Regions from separate parts of the Triticum aestivum genome. Here region 1 is linked to region 2. A link is a contact called in public Hi-C data. All regions are on one chromosome and are shown on one strand. The core of a region is the stretch at or near the end of the contact, and the rest is flanking DNA. Distances in the headings are between cores, read along the strand shown. Region 1 holds the start of LOC123127728 (inositol phosphorylceramide glucuronosyltransferase 1). Region 2 holds the start of LOC123127725 (pentatricopeptide repeat-containing protein At4g18840-like).

Region 1 (2,901 bases), core at 402-2,901, 420 kb before region 2:
GTAGGCGCCAAGTGCACCCGGTTGGGGCGCGGCCAGGAGGGCCTGGTGGGAGGCCGGGCGGGGGCCAAGGATGCCCAGGGCGGGGGGTCGCAGCACCGGCATGTTGTACGCATGTACGACCCCGTCCAAGGGTTGTAGCCGCCGGCCCAGGGCGGCGGGGGCTGCTGCCCGCCGTAGCAGGGCTGTGAGGATTGGCCACCACCTCCACCGCCACCTTTCCCTCCGCCTTGACGCTGACCGTCGCGACGATTCCCGCCGTTGCGCGCCAGTTGGGGCAGCTGCGGTGCCAGGGGGGAGCGCGTGCGGCGCGGCAACTGGAGGGCGAGGCGCCGATGGTGGTGTAGAGGCACCGTGGGAGAGGCCGGCGGCGAGGGCGGTGTGGTCAGCACAGGTGCGGAGGTGCTTCATCCGCCGCTCCTCAAGACGAAGATAGGCCACCGCCCGCTTGTAGGTGGGGTTGACCATGAGGGTGAGGTTGGACGCGGCGTTGTTGAAGTCCTCGTTGAGGCCGGCGGTGAGCATCGAGAGGAGAAGCTCATCTCCCACCTTGAACCCGACGTCGTTGAGCTCGTCGGAGAGGGTCTTGAGCCGGAGACAGTAGGCGTTGATGGTGGAGTCGTTCTGGTGGCACCCAAAAAATTCCTGCTGCAAAAAAACAATCCGTTGAAGCTTGTTGTCAATGAAGAGGCCATTGATCTTGGTCCACACCGTGTAGGCATCGTCCCTATCGTGAACGACGGTGTGGAAGATGTCCGGAGAGACGGTGAGGAAGAACCACCGGATGAGGGTGGCGTCGATGGCCAGCCAGTTGGCGTCGTGGTTGCCGGCGAAGAAGTTGGAGAGGTCGTCCACATGATCCCGAAGATTGTACTCACAGAATAGAAGATTGAAGTAGGTTTTCCACACATAGTAATTGGCGGAGGTGTGGGAGAGGGCGATGGAAACGTGACCGGAGAGGGGGATGTTGCGGATGTCCGCAGTGAGGGGCTCTTCGGGTTCGGTCCCATAGGAGGAGTCAAACGGGTTGCTAGGACCGGAGGAGGAGGACCAAGCCGACATACACATGCTAAATACAAGAAGGAAGACCCGGAGTACAAGAATACACATGCTAAATACGTATACTCAACACGTATAGAAACACTTCTGTCGTACGTACATTCGAAAGTGACGAACCAACATGTGGTTGGATGGTTAGAGGGACTGTGGTATCCAGCCCATCAGGATTCAAATTCTGGTGCTTGCATCTATTCCTGGATTTATTTCAGGATTTCCGGCGATGCGCATTCTATGTGAGGAGACGTTTCCGTCGACGACGAGGTGTCTATGGTGACTTTGTAAATTTCAAGATGATATGCCGGTTCAGTCTTTCGGAGGTGCTCATAGAGAGAGGGTGTGCGTGCGTGCGTTCATAGGGATGAGTGTATGCGCGTGTATATAAGCACTTGCGTCTGGATTGTATTAAAAAAAACATTCGGAAGTGTATACGTGCCTCCGGCCGAAGCTTATTGTGTGTTGGTCCAGAGAAGCAAAACATGTGCCGTGCAGCCGTCCGACCTTTCCAGCTCGGCTCCATGTTCCTTCTCTCAAGCCAACGAAATCCACCTGTAGGCGCACGCGCTCGCAGAGTTGTAGCCATCGCCGTTCGTCCTGGACTTGAACGGCCAACGAAAATTCCAAACTCCACACTCTCTTTGACGGAAAGGAAAACGGGCCAACAGACGAGGCGCTGCGGGAAACCGTCGTTGCTCCTTCCGCCGCTTCCTCGGCTCTTCGCCGCGCTTTCCCCCCTCCACCGCCCCTCTCTCTCTCTCCTCCCCGCGGCAACCGATCCGGCCCGGCCCGGCTCGCGATGCGGTGGAGGCCGCACAAGCTGGGGCTCTGGGCCGCCCTCCTCGCCGCGGTGGCCCTGCTGGCCGTCGGCGGCGGAGGCGGGGTGGCGACCGCGGCGGGGGCGGAGGAGGCGTACGCGACGCTGCTCTACGGGGACGAGTTCGTCCTGGGCGTGCGCGTCCTCGGGAAGTCCATCCGCGATATGGGCACCCGCCGGGACCTTGTCGTGCTCGTCTCCGACGGCGTCTCTGACTACTCTCGGAAGCTCCTCGAGGTATGCGCGCACATCTGTGCTTCAGTCGACAAGTCAGCAAAACTGGTACTATGAGCTTGCGTGCTGATCGGTCCTATTTGTTAGTTTAATGTTGGACCGGGCCAAGATGGAGCTCGCAGCTTATGTTTCTAGTTTGAACTTAGGCTCGTCTCTCTCTCGTACTTTAGTAATTCACTTGTGCAGTTGTGCTTCATCATGATGTAGAATCAAACAACTGTGTGTGCACTGTGCAGTAATGTCTCATTGGTGCAGAAAGCTCACGGATAGAAATACAACCCATCTCAATTCTCAATTTTACTTGCATTTTTGAAGCGCATGCTTTGGCACTTAGATGCCGAGTGCATCTATCTTTTCCTCCGATATGTGTACTGTGGTGTGAAGATGGAGTGTTAGAGCTGGGAACAAACCCTGTGAATTGTGACTGCGCAATATTGGTGTACTGAGTATGCTGATGAAGCAAACCCGTGTTACAGGAACACAAGTAAATATTTGACACATTTAGTAGGTCTAAGGAAATCTGTTAAAAGGAGATATGGTTCTATTTGTGTCAATCCCAGGATGAGTGTAGCAGTCATTAGTACCACTATTTAGAGGGAAGACTATGATGGTACAAATCCATCCGCTCTGAGAGACTTTATGGGATTTTAGGTTCATTACTTCATTTGGTAGATTGTGGCTGTGAGGGCATTTTTATTTCTTTGTAATCCAATCTTTGACTACAGTAAGATTAAGGAGTACCTACGTGTTATCATAATGAATACTTCAGCAGATCCCCGTCTGATTTGCTTTAAATCATA
Region 2 (2,959 bases), core at 282-2,781:
GATGTGATCAAGGCCTCAAATATGGAAGACACAGGCTCCATAGCAAACTCTCCGATATCAAGGAAAAGATCCAGCAGCGGGAGTGTGTTTAATGTCCCATCTTGTTCATCTTCAGTCGAAGTGCACTCACGGAATCAGCATCCTGGTGGTTATTTAGTTGGGTCGTCAAAATATATCCTGCAGAAAGCAGAGAGGAACTGGGTTGGTAAGGTAAGTTCAATTATCATATTTGGAAGGCAAGTGTTGCACAAGATCATATGAATTTGCCATCTTTTTCGGCTTGTAGTGAATAGACAAACACCCCATGAAAACATTATTGTAACCTTAAAAAATACTAGCAGTCAATCTCTAGGGAACTAGGTTCAATTGGTTTTATGAACACACACCATCACATACATGCCACCAAGTTTCTATAGTTTTTCTGCTCCTCTTAGTGCACTGCAAGAGGTCTGGTGAGACGCGTGGATGTAGAACTCCACAACCCAAGTTTGGATCCTCTTCGGCAGGGGCTTTATTAATGTTAAAGCTGGACACTTGATACGATTCGTCTAAAAAATCCTCTTTGCCTTGGATTTGAGTATCTATTCTTGTTGGTCGATATGGTGCCAAGTTCCTCTTTAGTGCGCAGTGCGCTGCATGGAGCACTGGCAGCTGTAGTCTTTCTGCCTTAAATCTAGAGACAGCTTATGTTATCCTTACAAGATATGTGATTTTGCTGCAAGCAAGGGAAAAATATCTCATACAAAATCATCTAGGTGGTAGGCATGGGTAGTTAAAAAGTGTTCATCGCTATTTATTCACCAATTCACTAGTAGATAGAGCTCAAGGAAAAGCCTTCATTGCAGAATGTTGACCAAAGCGTTTCCTCTTGCATTTCTTCTTGTGCATTTCTCAAGATATTTTCTTCTCAACCACCATAAGCAGATTATGATAACTCTTTTTTTTTTTGCGAATTAGCAGAGTATGATAACTCGGCCGCACGTTCTATCCAGACTACACGCATGGCATTTGTTTTCTTCTTCTTTAGGAATGTGTCATTTTGATACTTGTTGACACCCAAACTATTGCATCTTTGCAGGCTGAAGATGATGACAGTGCCGATAGCTGTACAGACACCTCAAGAGCATCCAAGAGACCTGCCGCCTGACAAGGGTGATTGTGAAGACTGTAGGGCTGAACTATGGAGTGGACAAGGGCAACACTCAGATCTTCCTGCATCCCATTCTCATCAGAAAAAAAATTGTACATTTTGTTATCTGGTTATTTTTGTCAAATCTGTTATATGTAACCTATAATTAGTTGCAACACTTGCACAAAACGGTTTCGTTCTTGGGGGAAAGAGTTGTTTACTTACTTATTCTTTTCTGCGATGGGAGCAAAAGTTTCAGATTCTTCCTCGTTTTCTGCTTATTTACAAAGCCCGGTACCGGTGCAGAATTCGCAGGCTGGCTCAGTTGGTTTTGTAGAAGCTGTGCCAAAAATGTATGAACTCGAAACGGCTCAGGCCGTCGTGGCCGGAGGAAGATTTGCGTAGCCCGTTGATGTAGCAGCTGCATGTGGAAGATCACGACCGCCCGCCTTCCATCGGACGATTCATAGCACTCGAGGAGCAGATCTCATTGCCCCATTCTCGCCGGTCCTACCTGTCAGTGCGGTGCTCTCCCATGGCGAACTCCCAGCCCTCCTCCTGGCTCGCCGCCGTGGCGGCCAATGCCGCCGCCAGACCAGCCATCCTCCACCGCGCCCACGCCGCCCTCATCACCTCTGGCCACCTCTCCTCCTGCACCTCCGTTAACTCCCTCCTCCGCGCCGCTCGCATCCCCGCTGCCTGCGCCCTTCTCCTCCGCTTCCTCCTCCTCCACCGCCTCCCGCCCGACCACCTCTCCCTCTCCTTCTCCCTCCACTCCTGTACCCGCTCCCCCAGCCTCCCCGTCGCGAGCCTCCTCCACTCGCTCGCCGTCAGGCTTGGCCATGCCCGCGACGTCTACGTCCTCAACGCTGCCGTCTCCGCCTACTTCAGGGCCACCGACGTCGCCTCCGCCGAGCGGCTCTTCTCCTACACAAAGGATGTCGCCGACGTTGTCACCTGGACCACCATGGTCACCGGGCATGCCAACGCCGGCGACGTTGCGCGTGCGAGTTGGTTCTTCGATGCCATGCCTGAGAGGAACGTGGTTTCCTGGAACGCGATGCTGGGCGCGTACGCATCCGCCGGGATGCTGTCCAAGGCGCGGAAGGTGTTCGATACAATGCCCAGCCGGAATGCCGCCTCGTGGAGCTCGATGGTCACTGGGCTCGTGCAGTCCAATCAGTGTGAGGAGGCGTTGAGGGTGTTCAGTGAAATGGTCGGGACGGGTGTCGTGCCGAATGAGGCTGCACTGGTGAGCGCTGTCTCAGCGTGCTCGCTGCTGCGGTCGATAGAGCACGGCATGTGGGTACATGCGTATGCCAAGCGGGAGCTGAATGGGATGAGCGTCATCCTCGCGACAGCGATTGTTGACATGTATGGTAAATGTGGGGGTATCCATAATGCCGTCAGGGTGTTTGCTGCAATGCCAGTGAAAAACATCTACTCATGGAACTCGATGATTACTGGGCTCGCCATGAACGGCAGGGAAATGCAGGCCTTATCACTCTTCTGGAAGATGCAGATGGCTGGTGTTCGACCAAATGATATAACCTTCATCGGGTTGCTGGGTGCTTGTAGCCACTCAGGTCTTGTCGATGAGGGCCGCTGGTTGTTCAACAAGATGGTTAATGGCTTTGGAATCCAGCCACTCCAAGAGCACTACGGCCTAATGGTTGATTTACTCGGTCGGGCAGGTCATGTTAGGAAGGCAGTGGATTTTGTCAACAGCATGCCGGTGGAGCCGCATCCGGGCTTGTGGGGTGCGCTTGCTGGCGCCTGCAAGATCCATGGTGAGGTGGAGCTTGGTGAGGAGATTGCCAAGAAGCTCAT

Evidence for each region. A called contact is a pair of places that touch in the nucleus more often than the background predicts.
Region 1: a contact with region 2 is called in a Hi-C map of leaf, with 3 times the contacts expected there. The contact joins the promoter of LOC123127728 here to the promoter of LOC123127725 in region 2. A contact is called at or near these places in 2 of 5 Hi-C or Micro-C datasets (both in leaf).

Annotation. Positions count from the first base shown.
Region 1 is chr6A:423,294,574-423,297,474 of IWGSC CS RefSeq v2.1, reverse strand. LOC123127728 (inositol phosphorylceramide glucuronosyltransferase 1) reads left to right here and starts at 1,651. Exons shown (of 10, transcript XM_044547542.1): 1 at 1,651-2,104. The coding sequence starts at 1,850.
Region 2 is chr6A:422,873,685-422,876,643 of IWGSC CS RefSeq v2.1, reverse strand. LOC123127725 (pentatricopeptide repeat-containing protein At4g18840-like) reads left to right here and starts at 1,531. Exons shown (of 1, transcript XM_044547541.1): 1 at 1,531-2,959. The coding sequence starts at 1,665. It overlaps LOC123127724 (cryptochrome-1), which reads left to right. Exons shown (of 5, transcript XM_044547540.1): 4 at 1-210; 5 at 1,079-1,357. The coding sequence ends at 1,147.